Regions from separate parts of the Mus musculus genome. Here region 1 is linked to region 2. A link is a contact called in public HiChIP or PLAC-seq data. All regions are on one chromosome and are shown on one strand. The core of a region is the stretch at or near the end of the contact, and the rest is flanking DNA. Distances in the headings are between cores, read along the strand shown.

Region 1 (4,655 bases), core at 55-2,554, 120 kb before region 2:
GCGGTGTGGGGCTCACGAAGTACCGCCCTCCCTATCCGCAGAGCAGCCGATCCAGTGCAGGATGCCAACTGATGGCTCTTGGGGTTGATTTCCTTCAGGGAGCGCGGCAGACCCTGAAAGGGCTAGCCATGCTCTAGTACACGGTCCCACATCCATGCGCACACAGGCAGCACTACATGGAGTAGGTTTAAAAAGAGAAGAGGGATACTATAGAGATGGCTCCTTAGCTCAGACTCTGGCTGCTCTTCTACATTTCCAGTCTGAGCTCTCACGTGATAGCTCACAAGCGTCCGTAACCCCAGATCTAGGGGATTCAGCGCCCTCTTCTGGCTTCCACCGGCACCGGGCCACACGTGCTGCATAGACTATACACGCAGGCGAGACGCTTATCTACATAAAGTAAGATTTTAAAATAGCTTCTTTCTTTCTTTATTTTGTCTGAGACAGGGTCTCAGTGTGTAGCTCTGCTTCTACCATCTCCTCTCCTCATCTTCATATGCACTTGCTCACTCCATCACTCTCATTCTGTTTTGTTTTGTTTTGTTTTGTTTTTGTTTTGTTTTGGATTCATCTTTAATCCCAGCACTACAGAGGCAGAAACAGGCTGATCTCAATGAGTTCCAAGCCAGCCTGTTCTATATAGTGAATTCCATATGTTTAAGGCCACATAGTGAGACCCTGTCTCAAAACAAAACACAATCAAAAACAAAAAAATAAGAAAACCATAAAAAACAAGAGTGACTGAACAAGCACACACGAAGAAGAGGTTGTGGAAGGATGGGGAAAGAGTGGGAAAGGAAGGGAGAGAGTGGCGGTAGATTTGACCAACACACATATGCGTGCATGAAACTCTCATTTTAAAACTCTTTGATGGAAGTATTGCTTTCTGAAAAGTGAAAGGGAGAAGATGCTAAGACCTCAGCCGACGCCTGCTTTACGCTTATACCACTCCCCCCACCCCTGTTTTTTGTTTGTTTGTTTCTTGAGACAAGATCTGTATAGCCCTGGCTGTCCCAGAACTCACTCTGTAGACCAAGCTGGCCTCAAACTCAGAGATCTACTTGACTCTGCCTCCAGGGTGCTAGGATTAAAGGCTCCACCCCACCGGCATATTTATTCCACTCTAATAGGACAACAGATGAGGACACTGGAGATCGGAAGCGTAGAGACTTTCCCGGGATGACTCAGCCCAGTAGCGACAGTCTAAAGTCAGCTGCTTCTGACTCTGTTTCTAAGGCAGTGCACAGCACAGGAGAGCGCCTGCGGAGCGTGCCTGATTACTTAACAGTTGAAGGAGTGAACAGACGCCTCACAGAGAAAGTGACAGTTAATTTGGAGTCCTGTGACCACATCACATTGTGCATGTGGAATGCTGTCCTCTGAGGAGAGCAGCCATTATCACCCAGGCTTACAGGCACGTACCGCACTGTGGCACCTGGCTTAGCCATCACAGTGTCATCCAGAGCAGCTGGAATGACTCACAAGCAGCCCTGGGCTCAGGACCTGTTCACCTTCCCTCATGGAGGAACCAGGTGGGACAAGTTTTTAGACCTCCCCTGCCCCCGCCCCTTTTGAGGTTCCAGCTGCTCTTTCTCGAACCTCCCACTATGCCGTAGGCAACTTTGTCCTAGCTACACACAGTTTGGGAAGATGCTAGAGTTTATAGAAGGTGAAACATTAATTGAAATGGGAACTCCATCTGTGAAGCCGTGGGCAACTCAACCCACGCTTCAGGGAGAATTCTCAGTTGGGCAGCTGCGTAGGGGTCACCTGTGTCCCTAAAAGTAGGGCCATTGGTCCTCTAAGCTACATTTGGGTGGCACCTCTGTTCTTTCATTAGTTCCCTGTCTGTGGTTCATAGATGTTTATTCGTGTCTCCCCAAGAAAAGTGCAGGTGACACAGAGCAAAGGCAGAGCAGGAGGCAAAAATGCAGAGCAAAGCGTTAACGTGTTAGATTAAGACAGCTCGGGGAGGGCTGGAGAGATGGCTCAGTGGTTGAGAGCACTTTCAGAGGTCCTGAGTTCAATTCCCAGCAACCACATGGTGGCTCACAACCATCTGTAATGGGATCCAATGCCCTCTTCTGGTGTGTCTGAAGAGAGCAACAGTGTACTCACATAAAATAAATACATAAATAAATCTTTAAAAAAAAAAAAGAACAATTCAAGTAAAAGTTTTGGACTGTATCAGGAGACAGTGTGGAGTATGAAGTCATGTGGTAATATGGCAATGTTGCTTTAGTGAGATGATTTTGAGTGAACAGAACAGGGTGACCAAATATACCTGACCCATCCAAAGCCATTTATTCTCTGAGGCAGACGTGAAAAATCAGCCGTGACTTCAATTCATCTACCAGCCACTAGTAGGCAGCAGTGTGCAGAGGATAGGCCAGGCCTGGTTTCCTCACCAGAATGGCCCAGATGGGAGTCAGGAACAGGGGGAAGAGCAATTGTGTGAAGGGAATCCTAAAGACCCAGAGGGAAAGAGGGTGTAGGAGCCAAGGACAAGGTGGCTTGGTCTCTGGAGGATATGGACTGGGGGAGTGGGGAACAATGGTGAGAGGGACACGTAAAAAACAAAAAAAAAACAAAAAAAAGTGAATTTTCAGACTAAGAAAGATGAAAATTCAGATGTGCTCAATGGCAAGTTAGAAACAAATCTGATGGCGGAACCAGCTACTTCCTGATTGAAACCGAGGCCCTTTTTTTTTTTTTTAAAGATATTTTCTTTATTTACATTTCAAATGTTATCCCCTTTCCTAGTTTCCTCTCCAAAAATCCCCTATCCTCTCCCCCCTCCCCTGCTCCCCAACCCACCCGCTCCTGCTTCCTGGCTCTGCCTGGCATTCTCCTATACTGGGGCACAGAACCTTCACAAGACCAAGGGCCAAGGCCCATTCTAGAGGAGAGAATTCATGGATGCTAACGGTTGCTGAAGGATGGATTGATAGTTTCTTCCAGCTGTAGTCACTGACAAGAAGCTGTCAGCATGGTCCTGCAGGCAACTCTGGTAAAGCTCACGGATAAGGAGGAAGCAGAAGAGGAGGAGGGAAGACCATCGAGATGGCTCAGCAGGAAGAAGTGCTTGCCACTAAAGTCTGACCACCTGAGGATTTTTTTTTTTTTGTTTTAAGATTTCTCTATTATATGTGAGTACACTGTAGTTGTCTTCAAACACAAGAAGAGGGAGTCAGATCTCATTACGGATGGTTGTGAGCCACCATGTGGTTGCTGGGATTTGAACTCAGGACCTTCGGAAGAACAGTTGATGCTCTTAACTCTCCAGCCCCCAACCACCTGAGTTTGATGCCTGGAACCTACAGTGGAAAACCAACTTCCACAAGTTGTCCCCTGGCCTCCACACACATGGGAGGCATGAATGCTCTCTCATTACCTCCACCTCTAATATAGTGAAAATCTTAAAATTATAAAGAGAAATCAGAGTGGGGATGGTTGGTAGAGGCAGGGGCTCAGCAGGAGAAAAGGAAGGGTAACAGTGTAATGAAGGTGAATATGATCAGAATACATTCTACGCATGCATAAAATGCTGCAAGGAAACCCATTACGTGTAATATATGCAGTAAAAAGAAAGACGGGCATTACCTCGAGGGAAAAGGGGTACCCGGCAGGTTTATAAGCAGAAAGACACGACTAAAATTTAGAAGGATCACTACCACAAGGAGATTTGTCGCATGATTTGGGGAAAGGGGACAGTACTACTGCAGCTGGACTGTGAATTGGAGAGACAGTGGAATGGGGGGAGGGGCCATGAATATGCAGTTTTGACAAAAGACAATAGACATTCTTTTTCTATTAATGAATGCACTTTTTGAATCAGCTCTCCTGCCTAAAACTGCATTGGGGAAATTCGGCTTAGGAAGCTGAGAGTGGGTTTTTGTGCTGACGTTAGAAGTCCTGACCAGAGGCTCTGATGAAAACAGAGGTCTAAGAATGTTTTAGTCTTGTCCCTCCTTGCTCTGGAGAAAGGACAGACTCCTGCAGTGGATGCACAGCATTATAATGAGGAAATTACAGGCTGCCGCGGAGTCCAGGTAGTTCCCAGGGAGACTGAGGCAGGGTTGCAGATAAAATGCCAACTTGTCTAGGAGCTGGCGGGGGGGGGGGGGGGAGTGGAGGGGGAGAGGAGGGAGCATCCCCCCCAGTTGGCTTCCAATCAGAAACTGAAGGCTGAAGGCTTCACCTGATGCTCGACAGGTGTGCTCCTCCCTAGCTCAGAGCCCGCCCCCCGCTCTAATTGGTGACGACGTCACTAACTCCGCCCCCGCACAGCAGAGGGCTGAGTGCGTCCCTGCAGTGTGGCCTGGAGGATGTGGCCATCTCGGCCCAGTTGCGCCTGCGCGTCTCCGTGTTTAAGGACAGGGAAGGCTCCAAGGCAAGAGGGCTGTAATCTGGCTTTTTCAGCCCTGGACCTGAACTGAGTAAGGCCGGTTTCTCCCTTGCCTTGCCACGCACCTACTAACTCGCTCCCCAATTGTCCCTACCCTATGTGTTAACGGACAACTTACTAGGCGGTGGTGCGCCTTACAAATAGTAAAAGGCCAACAGGCCCGTACTCCTTATCTGGCCTCAGCAATTCAGGCATGGCCCTTCTCAACTTTAATTTGGAACCCGGCTGGAGTTAATTCCTTATACAT
Region 2 (4,883 bases), core at 1,081-3,580:
CTGCTCAAAGCAGAGTGAGTACTGTCAAAACAGTCACATTAATCATCATTAAAACATCAGCTTCCTTACACTCATGAGAAGTGCAGCCCGGCGGGTGAAGCGCACATCACAGCGTGCTTCCAGTGACCCTAACAGAGGCTGCTCCGGGTGTGCCCTGCATGCACAGAGGGCTGAGTGCAAACGCCGGGAATGTATGTCTAAACTGTGAGAAAAATGCTGCCAGCTGCCTCCATGACCTGCCTGCTCCTGCCCTGCCCTGCCCTCTACTTCCCTGTTGATAGGGCCATTTCCACAGAGCCTCAGACTCAGAGGGTCAAGGTTCTGACTCTGGAGTCTGACGGTCGGATGCTCCACGGTTCTGTCACTTTCTATGGGGGACCTTGAACAGGTCAATTTACCTATGTGTTTCTTAATGTGAAGGCTGGGATTATTAATAACAGTTCCTAAAGTTAGTGTGGGCTTTTGGTTCCTGAGTTGTGATTTATAGCGAAAAATATGTTTTGTATCAGGAACTGACATGTGCATTTATACATACATCTGTGTTCATATGTATAATTAGAAAAATCAAAATTGGGGGTTGGAGAGATGGCTCAGCAGTTAAGAGCACTGACTGCTCTTCCAGAGATCCTGAGTTCAACTCCCAGCAACCACATGGTGGCTCACAACCATCCGTAATGAGATCTGATGCCCTCTCTTGGTGTGTCTGAAGACAGCTACAGTGTACTTATATTTAATAAATAAATAAATCTTTAAAAAAAAATCAAAATTTCCAAATGACTCCCAATCTTAGTGATGAACTAGATCATTCCATTCCATTCTATTTCATTCTTTTATTAAACAAAATGTTGCCTGAGAGCCATGGACTTGATGTGATTGACCTGTTGACATAGTTCATTGTCTACATTTGGAAAGCATGGGGCTCCAGTTGGAATAACATGTTTACTTTCAAATATAGCAACTTTCTCACACTCTGCCTTGTTTACAGAGATCTGCTTTCCAACCTGGGTGTGGGTGCACACCTATAATCACAAAGATGAGGCAGGAGGATTGCTTGGGCTTTTTTAGGGAGTTCCAGGAAGCTCTCAACCGTGGTTCCCCAAGAGAACTGTTTCAAGCTTGAAAGTGTCCAGAAGATATGACCAGGGTCTCCCTTCCTTCAGTTCATTCCTTTCCCCAGCCCTCATTTATTACTGCCTCTATAATTTCACTAGCTCATTTACCTGTTCTCTCTCTCTCTCTCTCTCTCTCTCTCTCTCTCTGTGATAGTCTAAAGACAGCTTAGTAGAGTCAGCTCACAAGAGCCTTTGCTCTCTGAGCCATCTTGCCTGCCCACTATTTTTCACGGATTTCAGTTCTGAAGAGATGTTCTAGAACCTTCTGTGTTCTGGAAGTCATGGGAAAGGGGAAATGGGCCTGTTTCTTGCAGTCCTTAAGACAGAAATGGCAACTTTCAGTGTAACTGACAGATAGATGAGTTGCTAGCGTTTTCCAATCCTGTGTGTGCCTGGGCGATGCGTCTGGCTGCCCTTCAAGGCCTCTGCTTTGGAAACTTATCAGAGGTCAGAGAAGGAAGCCATGAGGAAGTTTTGGGTCTTTGTAGATGGGCAGCTGAAGCCGGTCCTCCATCCCCTGCTCCGCCGAGCAGGGCAAGCTGTTAAGTTACTACCTGGGCTGTTAAGAGAGTACAGAGGAGGCCCTGTGTTTTGGGTTCTGTGACTACACTTTACAGCCAAAGCCACTCCAGTATTTAAACTATGGGCCCCTCCTAGGGTTTATTTTGAAAGAAGAATCCTCCTGCCCTTCCCCCTTCCCTAAAAAGCACAAAAGAACAAATTCCATTGTTGATGACAAACAGTTTCCTTAATCCCTAACCTAACTCATTAAAGCCTCCTGGGCCTCCGAAGCAATCTAGGACTCTGAGGGTCAGTTTGTCCCTTTAAAAACAAACCCATTAAGACTTCAACCTAAGCCTTTGTTTTGCTCTTAGGTCCAGGTGTAACTGAGAAAAAGAGTTAAAGAATAGCCAGCTTGTGGGGGATGAGGGATTTGGATTTTAATTGGTGCAGGTGGCTCTGCTCTTTTTTTCAAGCCCAGCGGTGCCTCTGGGCTCTGCCTGGAGTGGCCTTACAGAATGGCTGACCAAGTCTCTTGTAGACAACGAGTTTTTCAGGTTTGTGTTGATGGCACACTTGGCTTTATTGAGGGGATTGCACTGGGAGAAACCGAAGAAAAGAACGAGTTAGTTTGGGTGTGTAGGTCTTGAGAAGGAAAGAAAAGATCTCAGAAAGCAGAACCTCTGGCTCCTTCAAGAAGATGGGCCAGTCCCAGGCACCTTGATCCTCTCTTGGATGTCAGGGGTGGCGTTAGCTTTGGAGGGAGGTGGCATCCGGGGTTTAAAGTCTACAGTGTTTCTTCAACATTAACGTGTTCACCATTACCTGGGAATCCTGGTTCAGTAGCCCCTGGTGGGACCCCAAATCTACATTTCTAGCAAGATGCCAAGGACTTGAGGTTTCTCATTCTTAGACCACACTTAGAGTAAGTAGCAAATAGCCACAGAGCTTCCAGATTCTCCCATTCTTAGAGCAGGGAATCCCAACACTCACAAACCTGGTGTTTCTCATCCACAGAGGTCGAGGTGGCACATCATCAGGTTTCATTTCCTTTGAGAAGAATCTACACATTTGAATTTGTGATTCTGAGCTCTGAATCAATGCCTAGGCCTAGGCAGGTCTTTATGGAAATTCAAGGGCTGCAGGTTCCCCACCTTGTTCTAGGGTCCAATTTACCAAGTGGAGTCTATCTTACCCTCAGAAGGGGAGAAATGCCATAGGCAATGTCCATTGTTTAGGACTTTCAAGAGAATTCTGGGGCTGGGAGTTAGAGGCCTGGTCTCCTGGTTTAAATCCCTTTAGCTGCTTATCTTGATTTCTTTGTTTGGAATTTCTTCTGTTCTTATCTCGTCCTTGATTTGGGGCACAAAATCCCCTGCTAGGCATTCCTCTGTAAACCCACCAAGCCAAGCTGAGAGATAAACAAAGGAACTAGGAAAAACACAGGAGGCAGCTCCCTCTTCCTTTGCACCCCCAACCCCTGTTTCTGGAAGCAAGAGTTTGAGTCAGCTGAACTGGAGGACCTGCCATTCCCCAACTCCCTTAGTGTTCTACCTGGAAGTTTAAATTATTATGTAAAGAGTATGCAAAACCCCAAACCCAAAACAGAACAACACACAAACAGGCAAATAAGACCCCCACAAAAACCAGCCGGCCAAACAAACAAAAAACCCAAATCCAACCTTCCCGGTCTTGCCCTCCCCCGAAGTTATAGTCAACGTCAGAAAATGTTGTTATTGTTATTATGGTTGTTGTCTTCCATGCAGGGGATTGAATCCAAGACCTTGACCCATGCTATGCAAAGGCCCTACTCCGGAGCTTCAAGAAAACAATTACTAAAAAATAAAAAAAAATGAGTTTTGTTTCCTTTTATATCTGTATATCTGTGTCTTACAGATACACACGCCGAAGTTTTTGAAGCTGGAATTATAGGTGGTTCTGAGCCCCCTAATGTGGGAGCTGGGAAGCAAACTTGGGTCCTCTGCAAGAGCTGGAAGTGCTCTTAACTGCAGAGCCATGTCTCCAGTCCAATATATATATATATATATATATATATATTTAAAAGCCTTATTTTTATTTGGGAGGGGGTATGATTGGTTTGCTTGCTCATAAGTGTTTGTACTGTATCATGTTGGTGCCGGTAGAGGCCCGAAGAAATCACTGAATTGCCTGCAGTCGGAGTTCCATCAGATGGTCGATGAGTGGCCACGTGGCTGCTGGGAACTGAACCTGGGTTCTCCGAAAGAGCAGTGAGTGCTCATAACTGTGGGCCCACCTCTCCAGCCCCCAAGAAAACAATTCTTAAACTGGACTTTACCTCACCCCACTGGCTGGTGAACATTTGTGAAGGGCACAATGTTCAGATGGTCCTGGCCTGGAAAGCAAGTGTCCCCTCTGAAGAGTGAGCACGTGATGTCCAGGGATCCAGCATCACTTAGGCACCTGTTTGTGCTAGGGGCATTGATTCATTTAATCCACCCAGTCGCTGCCAGGAGGAGGTGTCCTATCTACTGGCCTACCGGTAGTTAGTTCCTCTAGGCTCCTCTTCCCAGGGCCCGAGCAATGGTTTAAGTCACCTCCTGCTGCCTTTACCAGGTGTGGCATATAAAAGACCAGCCACCTCAGTTCTCTCTCTCTGTCTGTTCCCATGTGTTCCCTCAGTCTTTCTCTCCCTTTCTGCCCTTCTGTGTCCCCATTCTCTTCCTTCAAGGCTCTGCTCCCTTTCAGCTCCCTATTATCCAGGCCCTCATTTGTTACATGGCATAATTTCCCAGAGGGCACCTTGGCATGGACCCGCCAGGTACCTCCCCACTCTGTATTATATTTCATAACACTATCCATTATCTATCTAGCCATCCACTAATATTTATGCAAATGATCCATCTGTTTAAGAAAAATCTATAGAAACAAAAATAGACATATTGACAGCTTTTACATTTTTATTATTATTGTTATTATTATTTTCAAGACAGAGTTTCTCTTTCTAACAGAGTCCTGGCTGTCCTGAACTCACTTTGTACACCAGGCTGGCCTTGAGCTCACAGAAATCTGTCTGCCTCTGCCTCCCGAGTGCTGGGATTAAAGTCGTGCTCCACCACGCCCGGCGCTTGACAGGTTTTTAAAGTTTAGTTTTGGTTTTGATTTTTTTGAGGTCATATAAAGAAACATTATTAGTTGCCTCTTCACTTTTTACATTCACACAAAGCTGTTAAGAGGGAGGAAAGCTGGGCTCTGTGTTCTTTGGGTCACTCCAGATGCCTGAGTGTTACT

Evidence for each region. HiChIP or PLAC-seq counts read pairs in DNA pulled down with a chosen protein or histone mark.
Region 1: a contact with region 2 is called in an H3K27ac HiChIP or PLAC-seq map of trophoblast stem cells, with 18 read pairs. The contact joins two enhancer-like sites. A contact is called at or near these places in 8 of 39 promoter capture datasets (the C10 cell line, the HPC-7 cell line, embryonic stem cells and 3 more), 1 of 15 datasets of contacts at CTCF or cohesin (the NIH/3T3 cell line), 9 of 484 Hi-C or Micro-C datasets (CD8 T cells, bone marrow-derived macrophages, embryonic fibroblasts and 5 more) and 16 of 115 datasets of contacts at active chromatin or transcription factors (the HPC-7 cell line, embryonic basal ganglia, embryonic forebrain and 9 more).

Annotation. Positions count from the first base shown.
Region 1 is chr4:119,138,055-119,142,709 of GRCm38.p6, reverse strand. No RefSeq gene overlaps it. Among named protein-coding and RNA genes, the nearest start is that of Gm12867, 8.2 kb to the right of the region's middle. Within about 2 kb of position 1,304, at least 68 of the 459 cell types and tissues checked have an H3K27ac peak or open chromatin away from gene starts, as enhancers often do. A contact at or near this core is called in embryonic stem cells and trophoblast stem cells, where this site is marked.
Region 2 is chr4:119,023,643-119,028,525 of GRCm38.p6, reverse strand. No RefSeq gene overlaps it. Among named protein-coding and RNA genes, the nearest start is that of Lincred2, 25 kb to the left of the region's middle. Within about 2 kb of position 2,330, at least 31 of the 459 cell types and tissues checked have an H3K27ac peak or open chromatin away from gene starts, as enhancers often do. A contact at or near this core is called in embryonic stem cells and trophoblast stem cells, where this site is marked.